Regions from separate parts of the Mus musculus genome. Here all the other regions are linked to region 4. Evidence: chromatin contacts called from public promoter capture Hi-C data. All regions are on one chromosome and are shown on one strand. Each heading gives the region's core, a stretch centred on a gene start, on an enhancer-like site or on the middle of the called end of the contact. The rest is flanking DNA. Distances are from core to core; before and after follow the strand shown.

Region 1 (3,089 bases), core at 453-2,952, 3.1 Mb after region 4:
AATGATAAACATTTGCTAAATTAAGTCATGAAAATGAAGTATTTTAAAACAATCTGACTTTTTCAAGACTAGCAAATTAGTTAAGAACATGGGAAATGTCTAAAAATCAGGGTACTCAGTGAATGGAGACTGGCTAGGAGAAAATGATCAAAACTGAGCTAAAGAATATATAAAAAAAGCTGGAGCCTCCCACTCAGTTCCTGTCACCCATTCGCCTTCAACATCTATTGTCACCAGTAATTCATGATACGCCAGGCTTGATAATACATACTCTAACAACAATAAAAATATCATTGTTACTCAGTAAAATACTGAGGACACCTTTAACAGGTTCTTCACAGGGGCACACCATAGTTGATCATGTTTTTTAGGTACCTATATATGGTACTACAGAGTCCTCCATTCAGCCACCAGCCATTGCTTTAAAAAGCTCTCACCATTGAAGCATTGCATGGGTGTTTGGCTAGGTCGACAGTACTTCTTGATGCTCGCAGTTGTTTCTCGCGTTCTCGGCGGTTCTCTGCCTTCTTCCTCGCACCGGTCTTTTTCTTCGGCATGTTCCCTTCTTTCTAAACAAGAAAACAGGAAAGGTATAATTGATGCGTTCAGTCACACAGCATCTATACTTTCCTTAAATATTAAATCAGTCTTTCAATTTTAAATGCACCTCATCCCATCTGAAGCCTTTAGCAACATTACACACACATTATTCCAGCTGCAGGCTCCTAAACTAAGGCCCTCCTCTGGGCTTCCAAACTCTCACACAGCATAAGCATCAAGGACCTCAACCAAACAGCTAGAGTAATTGTTTTCTCACCCTAATTATTCTCTTCACTCAAAAAAACCTATGTATGCACCATTAGTAAGAAATGACTAAAAATATTTGTTTTGTGCCAAGTTGAAATAACCATTTTGAGCTATACAGTCTCAGCCCTAATGCTGTTGACATACAGTATTATACAGTACACTGTCACCTACATGGTATCTAAACAAATAACCAGCAACCCAAGGCCTGACCGCAAACAAACCCATTTTCTCTTAAGAGACTAAGGTACTACAGTGGCTTTCGCTGCCTGTCCCTCGTGCCTAGATGCAACAGTTTCGACAAGTCAGATGCTTTGGAGTTTGTTTCCCACACAGACATCAAACCTTACAGTGCTGGTTTTCAGCACACAGAAAAACTACAACAGAGACAACCAGGCTTCTGTGTTCTCACTCTGGTGCCCCAATCCTTTCGGACAGGACAGTCTTCAGAGCTAATCAGTGGTTAATCATGCTGGCCACGCCACGGGGCCTTCCTTCAGTGTTTAAAAGGGAAGTCTGGAGCATGTGGCTGAGTGGCCACGGGTGACCGTGGATGAATTCTGTACCCACTAAGACATCTCAGACCTATTTTTTTCCTCGAATCTGTTTGTGCCAACGAGGAGAGATTTCTTTGAGTTCAAGCTTAGATCCTGGTGACAGCAGAGCGACATTGGGTTCCAGGCTCTGGGAGGCCAGGAGGCGGGGGCGCGGGAAGAGCCACGCGGCTCGCGACCCGCCAGCAGCCCGAGGGCCCCTCACGTTCTCCAGACCCACCCACGTCGCGCGGCCTCACGGGGACGCGCCACTCACCGCAGTGGCCGAGGACGCGGAGGAGAGGGCGAGCCGCGGGCTAGAACGGCAGAAGCAGCCCGTTTCCAACGGTGGGAGCGAGACCGGATATCCTGCTATGTCAGAGCGCCCAGGTTGAACACGTCAACAGGAAGAATCCCGCATGTTCCGCCCCCTCCTCGGGGAGGACCCGCCTTCCCGGAAGTGGACTTGCTACAATGGAAAGAGGCTCCAGCGTTGCAAAGAAAGTAGAGGGCAGAGAGCTGCCGCATCTCAAGGCCTCTGCTATGTCATTCTGATTTTATTATTTAACTCAGAGAGCTAAAAAGTCCAAAAGGAAAAGAAAGACGAGCCCACAAAAAATTTTGAGAGGAGAACAAGAACTTTGCTAGCAATTTTTTGCCTGACTCTTCTGAAATCCTTTTCCTTTCTGGGAGCCTGACAAGCCTCACATGGCACATTTTTAATTTTTGTTGTTGTTATTTTCTGAGACATAATGAATGGAACCCTGGCCTTGAAGCCACGACTCCATTACCTCTGTCTCTCAGCACTAGGATTATAGGCGTGCTCACAGGAAACTGCAGAGCCCTCCACTCCTCCCCCCCACCCACCCACCCCCGCTTTTTTTAATGTCTCACAACACTGAGTTCGGAGGTGTCTTGCTTGGCCTCTGCTGTGTGCATTCTGTTCCATTGTGAGCAAATCCTCCCACGTTCTCTGCTTCTGCTCCGAGGCTGAGATCTAACTATGCTTCCCTACAAGACTGTTTGCTTTAAATAACACTGAAGGTAAATGTTCCACTCTCACTCCCACCTTACCTTTGGGGAGGAAGTTCTTGACATTACTCCCAGTACTGCATGTGAGTATCACTTACTGCCTATCACCTTCTATATTTGAGTGGAGCTGTGTTATATCCACCCACTTTTTTTTATATTTTTTTATTTACATTTCAAATGTTTTTCCCTTTCCAGGTCTCCCCTCCAAAAACTCCCTATCCCATCCCCCTCCCTCTGCCTCTTTGAGGGTGCTCCCCTATCCACCCACCCACTCCTGGCTTCCAGCCCTTGCATTCTCCTACACATCAAACACCCTCAGGGCCAAGGGCCTCTCCTCCCACTGATGTCCAACAAGGCCATCTTCTGTCTTTACCACATTCACATCCCAATGGAAGACAACTCGTTTTGGTCTCTCTCTTTTTTTCCAACCCCTTCTGTTATCATCTTTGCTGCACTCCAGGAATTCGCTTTCATAACCACACCTCAAGCCTTTCTCTGAAGAGAGCTCAGTTTTGTCAATGAAATATGAATGTCTTGGCTTACTAGGCTCCTACCCTGTGCTCTGTTCTGTATTCTCTTGTTTAGTCATCCTTTTCAGTCTTTTTTTCTGCAAGTTCTACTTAATAAAACAGTCCCATCTCATTAGTCACAGTTTTTATCATAGTTTTTGTACTACTGATCATTAAATGATGTACCTTTTCCCTCCTATTGATTTTCTGG
Region 2 (2,799 bases), core at 100-2,599, 3.6 Mb after region 4:
CCATAGGTGTCAAAAATTCGCTGCAATTCACATTTCCCAGTCATCTGCCGTAAGAGCCATTTCATCCAAAATCGGAAAAAGTGTCCATAGAAAAACTCCCACAGAGACACGAACATGTTTCCCTGGAAAGAGGATATAAACACACAAGCTTAACGGTCTCAAACTGGAATTATAAAACTGAAAAAGAAATTAAGTTGATCCAACTCCCCAAATGATAATGAAATATATTATTCCATTGTGTCTATTTTGTGAGTGTTTAATTCATCAGGCAAGGAAATAACATACAACAGCTTAAATAATGATTTGCCAAATGGTCACTTGAAAAAAAAATGTAAAAAGTAGCCAAATAACTGGCCAAATTATTTAATCGCTAAAAAGAATAACCACATTTCATTTTTGCCAAATATTATATTTAATATTTTGGATTCATACTTCCGTTTTTCATCCCTTGAAACTTGGAACAAAGAAGTTCAAGAATAAAAGGACCAACCGAGCAACAATTTCAAATCTACCACACATCAGATGTGGCTTCCCAAAAAATGAGCTCTTCTCAGCCTTGGTTGAGAGCGCGCCCAGCTGTCCCTGTCAGCTGACTCCGACAAATGAAAACACTACAAGTGGCTTACAAACTGAAGCATACAGGTTGGGAAACCGAGCAGATGGCATCCTGACGAATTCATCATTGTTCTAGTCAGTAGGTGAAGGGCAGAGACACCAAGAGGTTAAAAAACAAAAAACCCCACAAAATCTATACACTTGATATAACTGATCTTGCAATAAAACTCTTTTCGGGTGCTAAACGAAGGGGAGGAGGGATACCGGGAACTCCAGCCCTGGGATTCGCAGACACACCCTCTCTGCGCCCGGGCCCGAGGAGCTGTCAAATTCGAAATCCCCGCAAGGCAAGGCACCAGGTGTCGGTGCCAGACACGCGGATCAGGATCTTTAAAATGAGTCATCCCGTCGGCGCTTGTCGGGACGAAGCGGGCAGAAGTGCCAGGCGCAGGCAGGCCGTCCCGCCGAGCCCCAGGGCCTCGGGAAACCGAGTGCGAGCCCCGTGGGCACCGCGCCGTCCCGCCCCTCTCGCGCGCGGGAACGCTGCACAAAGCCCCGACGGCCCCCGCACCCTGCGGGTTATCCGCGGGACGCCAGCGAGGCTTGCGCAGCCGCACGCCAGCAACTCAGAGTGAGAGAAAAATAAAACAGCAGCCACCTCACAGGAGCGGAAGAACTAGGGGGAAGCTGGCACTGCCTCGGTTTCCCCAGCTGCAAACACCGGCAACGGAAACGACGCTCTACGTGGAGCGCTCCCTGCGAACACCGCGACCCGGAAGTCCGCACGGAGGCTGCGGGGGCGGGGTGTCTCTTGGCTCCGCGCCCCGCCTCTTCGTCTTCTTCCGATTGGCTCGCTCTCAGCCTATCGCCGGCGCGGAAGGAGGGGCCCGCGGGCAGGCGCGCCAGACGCTGGACGGTTCCCATGGCAACGGCGGCGGCCGCACTCCCAGCCCAGCGCCAACGAGTTCCCTGTGGACTCGGCCTGGGAACTTTGCTCTGGGCTTTCCGGGACTCTTCCACCGCGGGCGTGACCACAGCACTTTCACTTACATTTCCTAATCTGCGAAGTGATTATTTCCCATCTTTATGAGGCACAAAGGAAACTTGGGTCGAAGGCACTTTATGGATGACGCAAAAGAACTTGCGTGACTAAGTGTGTGCAATGAGAAGTTGCGAGTTTTTCCTCTGAAAACAAACATGGAACACTTAATTCATCAAACGTTCATTTCTTAACATCGTTTCTACTGGAGGAATAATCTGTGCCTTTTTTTTAAACCTCAAAAGTATGGTTTTTATGTGCTAGGTGGTCTTCTACAAGGGACTCGCACGCCAAACCAACCAGCAAAAGCATAGTATCAGGTGAAGCTGCCTAACAAAGTTATTAAGGGGATTAGGGAGTAGGGGAAGGGATCATTACATACAGCGGAATCAGCAAAGTAAGGATAAGCGTTACTAGAGGAGATGAGGGAGTGTGCTGGGCCAGCTTCAGGAGGAAGACTGATCCACAGGACAGTAAATGTAGAAGTCCTGGGTTAGGAATGTATTACAAAAGGCTGATGGCACAATAATGGGGTTGGTGGGTTGGATAAGAAAGAGCCAAGTGGAGAGAAGGCTAAATATAAAAGAAGTTAAAAATGAAACAAAAGAAATTCCTGAATTGGGCACGCTCATGCATGCCTGTAATTACATGCCAGCTGGAGGGTGATGTGGGCAGGGAGATCTGCAGTTCAAGGCTACTTAAGGATCTGCCTAAAAAAGTAGATAGATAGATAGATAGATAGATAGATAGATAGATAGATAGATAGATAGATAGACAGACAGACAGACAGTTTAGCCTCCTACCCAAACAAGATTCCTGGCTCCTTGGTCCCCTTGTCAGGACCAACCACTATTAGTTCCTTATACTTCCAAAAATATTCAAGCCAGTGTCTTGTCTATGCCCCATCCATCTCCGTGTTAGGTCTGATTAAGTGCGCAGTACATGCCTTTCCAATTTTTCTTTTTTTCAAGACAGGGTTTCTCTGTGTAGCCCTGGCTGTCCTGTCACTTTGTAGACCAGGCTGGCCTCGAACTCAGAAATCCACCTGACTCTGCCTCCTGAGTGCTGGGATTAAAGGCATGCACCACCACGCCCGGCATGCCTTTCCATTTTAAAGGTAGATTCTTCTTGTAGAGCATAAACCTATGAAGGGCAGACAAGCCACCACCTTTGCCCCATGGGAGTGAAATATTTCGTGGAGACCA
Region 3 (2,786 bases), core at 40-2,539, 3.9 Mb after region 4:
TTGCCAGGGGCTGGGGGAGGAGGGAATGGGGAGATACTGTACACTGCTGTACAGCTTCAGTTTTACAAGATCAAAGAGAGTTTAGAGTACTTGCCTAGCAGGAGAAAAGCCCTGAGTTCTAAGCCTAGCACTACAAACTGAGGGAGCAGGCAGGGAAGGGGAAAAAAAAAAAAAACAAAAAAAACCCTAACCTAAGGCTAGGCTGAGGTTGACTAAATTCATCACAAATTTAAGATCTGAGGGGAGAAATACACACAACTCTCAGCTTGGCAGCTTTCATTTACCCGGAACCGCACTGCTAGTGGTTAGAAACTATGCCTTTGAAAAGAAATCTGCATTTCCTTTCTGTTCTGCAATTACTAGCAGGGACCTTCCAACAACTCACTGGACATCTCTGACTTTCACCTACATAGTAACAAACTACAAATCCCTCCGCAGAGGACTATGAGTCTGAGGACATAACAAAACCTCAGTAATACGGTAGTTAGCCCTGACTAATGTATTCTTACTATGAATGTGAGCAGTGAGTTACTGTTTTATGATGATTACTTAAAAGTCAGCAACAACGAAATTAGTATCATCAGGTCGAGAAGAGCATTAGAAGATTTGGTTTTAAGAGGAAAGGTGACCCAAGATACAGTCAGAAGACATGAGCTTCCAGAATGGTCTTGCGCATTCAGATTTCTTCCCTGGCGGTCACGGGCTGGCGTGACCCTGGAACCAACTCCCTCGCCGCCCAGGCATCTTGGCGAGGTGGGTGCGAAGGTCGGAAGAGGCAGGCTGGCTGCAGAGCCCCTCCTGAGCCCGAGGCGCTGACAACGTGCAAGGATTGTGCAAGAGAATCGTTCGTACCAAAACCAAGTGCTCCGCACCGCACTCCTCCTGAACACCTGCCACTCAGGCCATCAAGGATGCTGCAAGGAAGCTGCAAGCTTCTCCTAGGCCCTGCAAGACCCTAAGAAAAGGCATCCCCAAACAACCTGGGTGGCAGGTTTATAAATACCCCCCTGCACATGCGCAATGAGACTACACTGCGCCTGCGCCATGGCGGAGAGTCAGACCATAAAAAAAGGTTCCGAGGCCCTGCAGGACACTTGCGGTCTGCGGTAATCATGGCCCAGGGCCCCGCGCTGCTTACCTCGTAGTGCTTCATGGTTCTTCCACAGGATGGCACCTGCTCTGCTGCAACTGAGTGGCCGCCGTACCGCACCAAACACCACCCAGCTCCACACACACTCGGGGAGCAGCACTCCCGGACTCCGGCTCCGCCCCCCTCTATGCGTGCGTCCCTCCTGCCAATCAGCGTGGGGTGCACCCACTGCTCGCGCCACACAACTGACCAATCAGATTTCTCGATCCAAGGAGCGCAGCGGACCCCCTCCCCCCCACTTTGGCAAGCAAGATTAAAACCCGGCCACCCACCAATCAAAAGGAAGCCTGGGCGCCGCGCGCCCTCTGGCTCCGCCCATTGCAGTGTTGCGGTGGAAATCCAGCGACGTCAGGCTGAGGGGTCAATGCGGCAAAACGAGAACAAAGAGCTGCGTGGCCCGGAGAGCCAGGCTTGGGGTGAATTCGTAGATGTAGAGAAGCTCATCTAAGAGATGAGACCTCAGATTATCATCCATCACCAGGACCCTTGAAAGGACTCCAGATATCACGAATGGAGAAAGGAAAAGAAAACCTGCACCGCATTCTACAGGTGCCCCTCCTAAAACAGCTCCTGTCAGTTGAGCTGGCCCTAGAAGCAAAACCACCTTTGTCTCTGCCTGCGTTATCGTGTACAGTTTGGTTACTACTGGCCACATGTAGCTACTGAGCCCTTGAAATATACAGGAAAAAAATGACAGGTGCTGCCAGTCTAAAAATACAGGACATCAGAGAACAGTGCAGAGAAAGACGACATTACAGGGGCTGGTGAGATGGCTCAGTGGGTAAGAGCACCAACTACTCTTCCAAAGGTACTGAGTTCAAATCCCAACAACCACATGGTGGCTCACAACCACCCATAATGAGATCTGATGCCCTCTTCTGGTGCGTTTGAAGACAGCTACAGTGAACTTATTTTAATAAATAAATCTTTGGACCGGAGCAAGTGGGGTTGGCCAGAGCAAGCAGAGGTGTAGAGGTCCTAAATTCAATTCCCAACAATCACATTAAGGTTCACAACCATCTGTACAACTACAGTGTGTACTCATATATATAGAATAAATAAATCTTAAAAAAAAAAAGACATTACAAATGAAGGCATTTGGTATCCTACCTAATGGGCTCAATTCAATCCCAGGGACCCACATAATGTAAGGCCGGAACAGAGACACCATGGCACATGTGCAAGCACACATATACACACACTCTCATAAGTAAATATAAAATGTTAAAAGCCTAGTGCAGCCAGATTCTGCTTGCTGTAGTCTGCAGCCTGAATATATATATGTATATACTGCAGGAATAAATGTTCAGACATGGCATTTAGGGTTAGTTTAATAATATTATATAACAGGCCCAATAAAATTGTAGACTTTCTTGCCAGAAAAAGGGGGGAGGGGCTGTGGATCAGAACAGACGTTTTCAGTAGAAGAAATACAAATGGCTAACATATATCTCAAAGTATTCATCATTCTTTAGAGTTAGAGAAACAGAAATTAAACTTTGAGGCTTCATCTCATCTCTGTCAGAATGGATAAAACCAATAAAACAACCATTAACAAATTCTAGAGGGCGTGTAGGGAAAGGTAACCCCTTGTTCACTGCTGGGAGGATTGCAAACTGGTGTAGCCACTATGGAA
Region 4 (2,790 bases), core at 272-2,771:
AAAATAAATTATTTTACATTTAAGAAAAAGAAATATAGATTCTTTGGATAACGGTTACATAGGTAAACATAATTTGTGCAACCTCCCGATTTCCAAGAATTATGGAAATGGAGTTAGTTCCCTTCTTTCCAATAGAAAGACACCTGAAGAGGAATTATTACAGGAAAAACTTTTAGGAATACAAAAAGATCTGAAAACACTTAGAATGTTTTTCTGAAACATATTTTTGTCTTTGTTGTTTCATTTATAGAGGTGAGCTAAGCAGTGCTATGAAAAGATAAAACCTTAAATACATTTTGGTTCAAAAATATTTAAGCTTTTTGATTATAGTGAATACATTATCAACTGACAGACACAGGGTGACTACTTTCAGCATACAGGACCATAGGCTACAATACAAATGTTACTCTAACTCCGTAGTTTGTAGTCCCTTGGAAGAAAGGGCAAAGCAATAAAAGCTTTTTGACAGCTATTCCTTAGTTACCATTTTTACCATCAAAATAGAGAAAATACTTATGTAGCTCTTGAGGTTCAGAAATTCACCTTTGACCATCATTTATTTGCAACACATACTAAATACCTACAATGTATTAAGCCTAGAAAGGATATTTAAAGGCATTTTGAAGACAGCATCCCTGATGTCAAGAAGCCGAAGAGGTAATAAACAAGAGATTAAGTCACTAATGGGAAGAGGACAGGGTGCTACAAAGTGCTTCTCGGAAGTCCTAAAGACAGGCACTCAACTCGGAAACTCACTTGGTCTACTAACCGCAGTCCCAACTGAGAACACGTCGCTCTATGAGAAAGATAGAACGTTTGCCTATCATTTCCATAAAGTCTGGGACTGGACTAGGAGCACTGGACTTCATGGCGGCAAGATGCTATGAGTCAGTCCACAATTATTAAAAAAAAAAAAAAAGGATTACTTCTTACAACCAAATGCCAACATAGCCGTCTGACTGTGAGGGGAAGCTTGGGGGATCTGCTGGGTGCGGAGCGTCCTCCACAGAAGGGTTAGCTTGAGGGTGGGAGCGGGGGTGGGGGGAAGGGGCAGTGGAGGGTGGCGAGCAGAGGCTATGGCATCTGCGACCGTTCTCGTGGCAGCGGGCCGTGTCTGGAATACAGACGCCCTGAGGCCGGGATGGCCGAACGGACGCGCGCGGAACGCTCCGGCGTCCCAGATGTGCAGCTGGAGCCGGTTGCCACGCGCTACGGTCTCCGCTACTGAGGCCTAACTTACAGGCGTTCCGACTGTGTCCCTAAGAGTCTTCCCAAGGTGGCAGCCGGCCGCCTAACACCAAACCTCTCCCGCGAATTCTCGTACCTGGAGACAGCGGGCCCCTTACAGCGGGGCGTGCAGTAGCCAAAGCAGCGCTAGCCGTCAGGTCTTAGCACACAGCGTGTTCTTACCGCCACCGGCAAAGATGGCGGTGCACAGCCGCCGCCTCGCGCAAGGCATGAGGGCATAGTGCGCGTGCGCGACAGAGCGCAGAGTCGGCGCCCTGGAGGGAGTGATGACGTTGGTGACGTCATTGCGCCGCGACGCCAATGAACTGAGGGAGCCTAGAATCGTCGAGCCGCAGTGGGAGTGGCGGGGGCCTGAGAACCGGAATTGTGGCGAATCAGGTGTGTAAGACAGCGGCTCTCCCTCGGTTTAGAGAACTGTGTGCTAGCGGGCGCAGGTAGAGCCCTTCTCCCTAGTCTCGGCGGCGTTAGGCTTGCTGTCTCCTCAGGCTTTGTGGGCCTTGCTAATCCGGTAAGACGGAGGTGGTAGGCAGGATCCCAAGTCTAATTCTCAGCTCCTTCAGTATTACTGTTTAAGGCCAGGAACCCATTTCTTCCCTAGCGTTTTGTCTCATCTACTTGGCTGTTCTTTGAATTTTGTTCCCGTGTCGAGATGGGCCGCCCCTCTCCCCCTACATCTCCAATGGCATGGTATTCATGTTTTAACGGAATGTATGTCTCTGTGATTATGTAAATTATAAATTATTATTGTTTGTGCGGTGGTTATAAGGATAGTTTGGAATCCAAAGGGACGTGTCAAGGTGGTGGTCTATAGTTATGTTAGCCTTGTAGCAGAACTTTATGGAATTTATTATAAGTATAATTTACAATAGTGTAAAGTAGCCATAAAAGTCACCGAAACAATTTAACATGGTTTTCACTCTCCAAGAAGTTTTTTTTTCATACTTTTCATAGATTTACTAGGATTAACAAAAGGTAAGGAGGATGAAGGAAATATGAGTGATTATTTTGCCATTGAAATTTTACTTTATTTTTTTTTTTTGATATATTTCTGTAGACAGAGTATTGATAGCTTATTTCTTTGCCGTCAGTGAAATTAGCCAGTTTAAGCCAGATTAGAGTATATTAAATGCAGGTTTATTGGGAAGCTGATCTTAGATGGGCGAGTTCACTAGCCCCAAGGACGAAGGCCAGGGAAATCTCCATGGGGAAGCGGGGGGGGGGGGGGGGGGTAGGAAAGAGAGAAGGGGTTGAGTGCACGCAGAGAAAGAAGTGGAAAACAGGAAGAGAGACCAAAACGTCTGGTTTATATAGGGAGAAACCTCTGGGGGAAGGGCAGCCCAGCCCTTGGGCTGGAAAGTTCAAGGTTCCAGGCAGGATATCCAGATAGGGACTGAGGGATGCTGGGAGAACCTGGAAGCCAGGTCCTGCTTTGGTATTTAAAATATGCATCTCATTCCCTGGTCCCGGGTCTGAAACCAAACAGGTATCTCTGTGTAGTCCTGGAGCTCACTGTGGTCGACCAGGTTGACCTGGAACTCAGAT

The links. Promoter capture Hi-C pulls out the DNA fragments that hold promoters and counts their contacts.
Region 1: a contact with region 4 is called in a promoter capture Hi-C map of pre-B cells. The contact joins the promoter of Zfp330 here to the promoter of Abce1 in region 4. A contact is called at or near these places in 2 of 39 promoter capture datasets (liver and pre-B cells) and 1 of 484 Hi-C or Micro-C datasets (CD4 T cells).
Region 2: a contact with region 4 is called in a promoter capture Hi-C map of pre-B cells, with 4 times the contacts expected there. The contact joins the promoter of Elmod2 here to the promoter of Abce1 in region 4. A contact is called at or near these places in 2 of 39 promoter capture datasets (liver and pre-B cells).
Region 3: a promoter capture Hi-C map of pre-B cells shows a contact between it and region 4, with 7 times the contacts expected there. The contact joins the promoter of Tecr here to the promoter of Abce1 in region 4. A contact is called at or near these places in 2 of 39 promoter capture datasets (cranial neural crest and pre-B cells).

The regions. Positions count from the first base shown.
Region 1 is chr8:82,772,443-82,775,531 of GRCm38.p6, forward strand. It overlaps Zfp330 (zinc finger protein 330), which reads right to left and starts at 1,703. Exons shown (of 10, transcript NM_145600.2): 1 at 1,615-1,703; 2 at 438-569. The coding sequence starts at 557.
Region 2 is chr8:83,331,137-83,333,935 of GRCm38.p6, forward strand. It overlaps Elmod2 (ELMO/CED-12 domain containing 2), which reads right to left and starts at 1,350. Exons shown (of 9, transcript NM_178736.5): 1 at 1,214-1,350; 2 at 1-122. The coding sequence starts at 116. Gm32327 (predicted gene, 32327) reads left to right here and starts at 1,483. Exons shown (of 2, transcript NR_168721.1): 1 at 1,483-1,914.
Region 3 is chr8:83,593,202-83,595,987 of GRCm38.p6, forward strand. It overlaps Tecr (trans-2,3-enoyl-CoA reductase), which reads right to left and starts at 1,290. Exons shown (of 13, transcript NM_134118.5): 1 at 1,139-1,290. The coding sequence starts at 1,153. The region is part of intron 2 of D830024N08Rik (a long non-coding RNA gene); the gene reads left to right.
Region 4 is chr8:79,710,219-79,713,008 of GRCm38.p6, forward strand. It overlaps Abce1 (ATP-binding cassette, sub-family E (OABP), member 1), which reads right to left and starts at 1,522. Exons shown (of 18, transcript NM_015751.2): 1 at 1,325-1,522. Anapc10 (anaphase promoting complex subunit 10) reads left to right here and starts at 1,545. Exons shown (of 5, transcript NM_001357234.1): 1 at 1,545-1,626.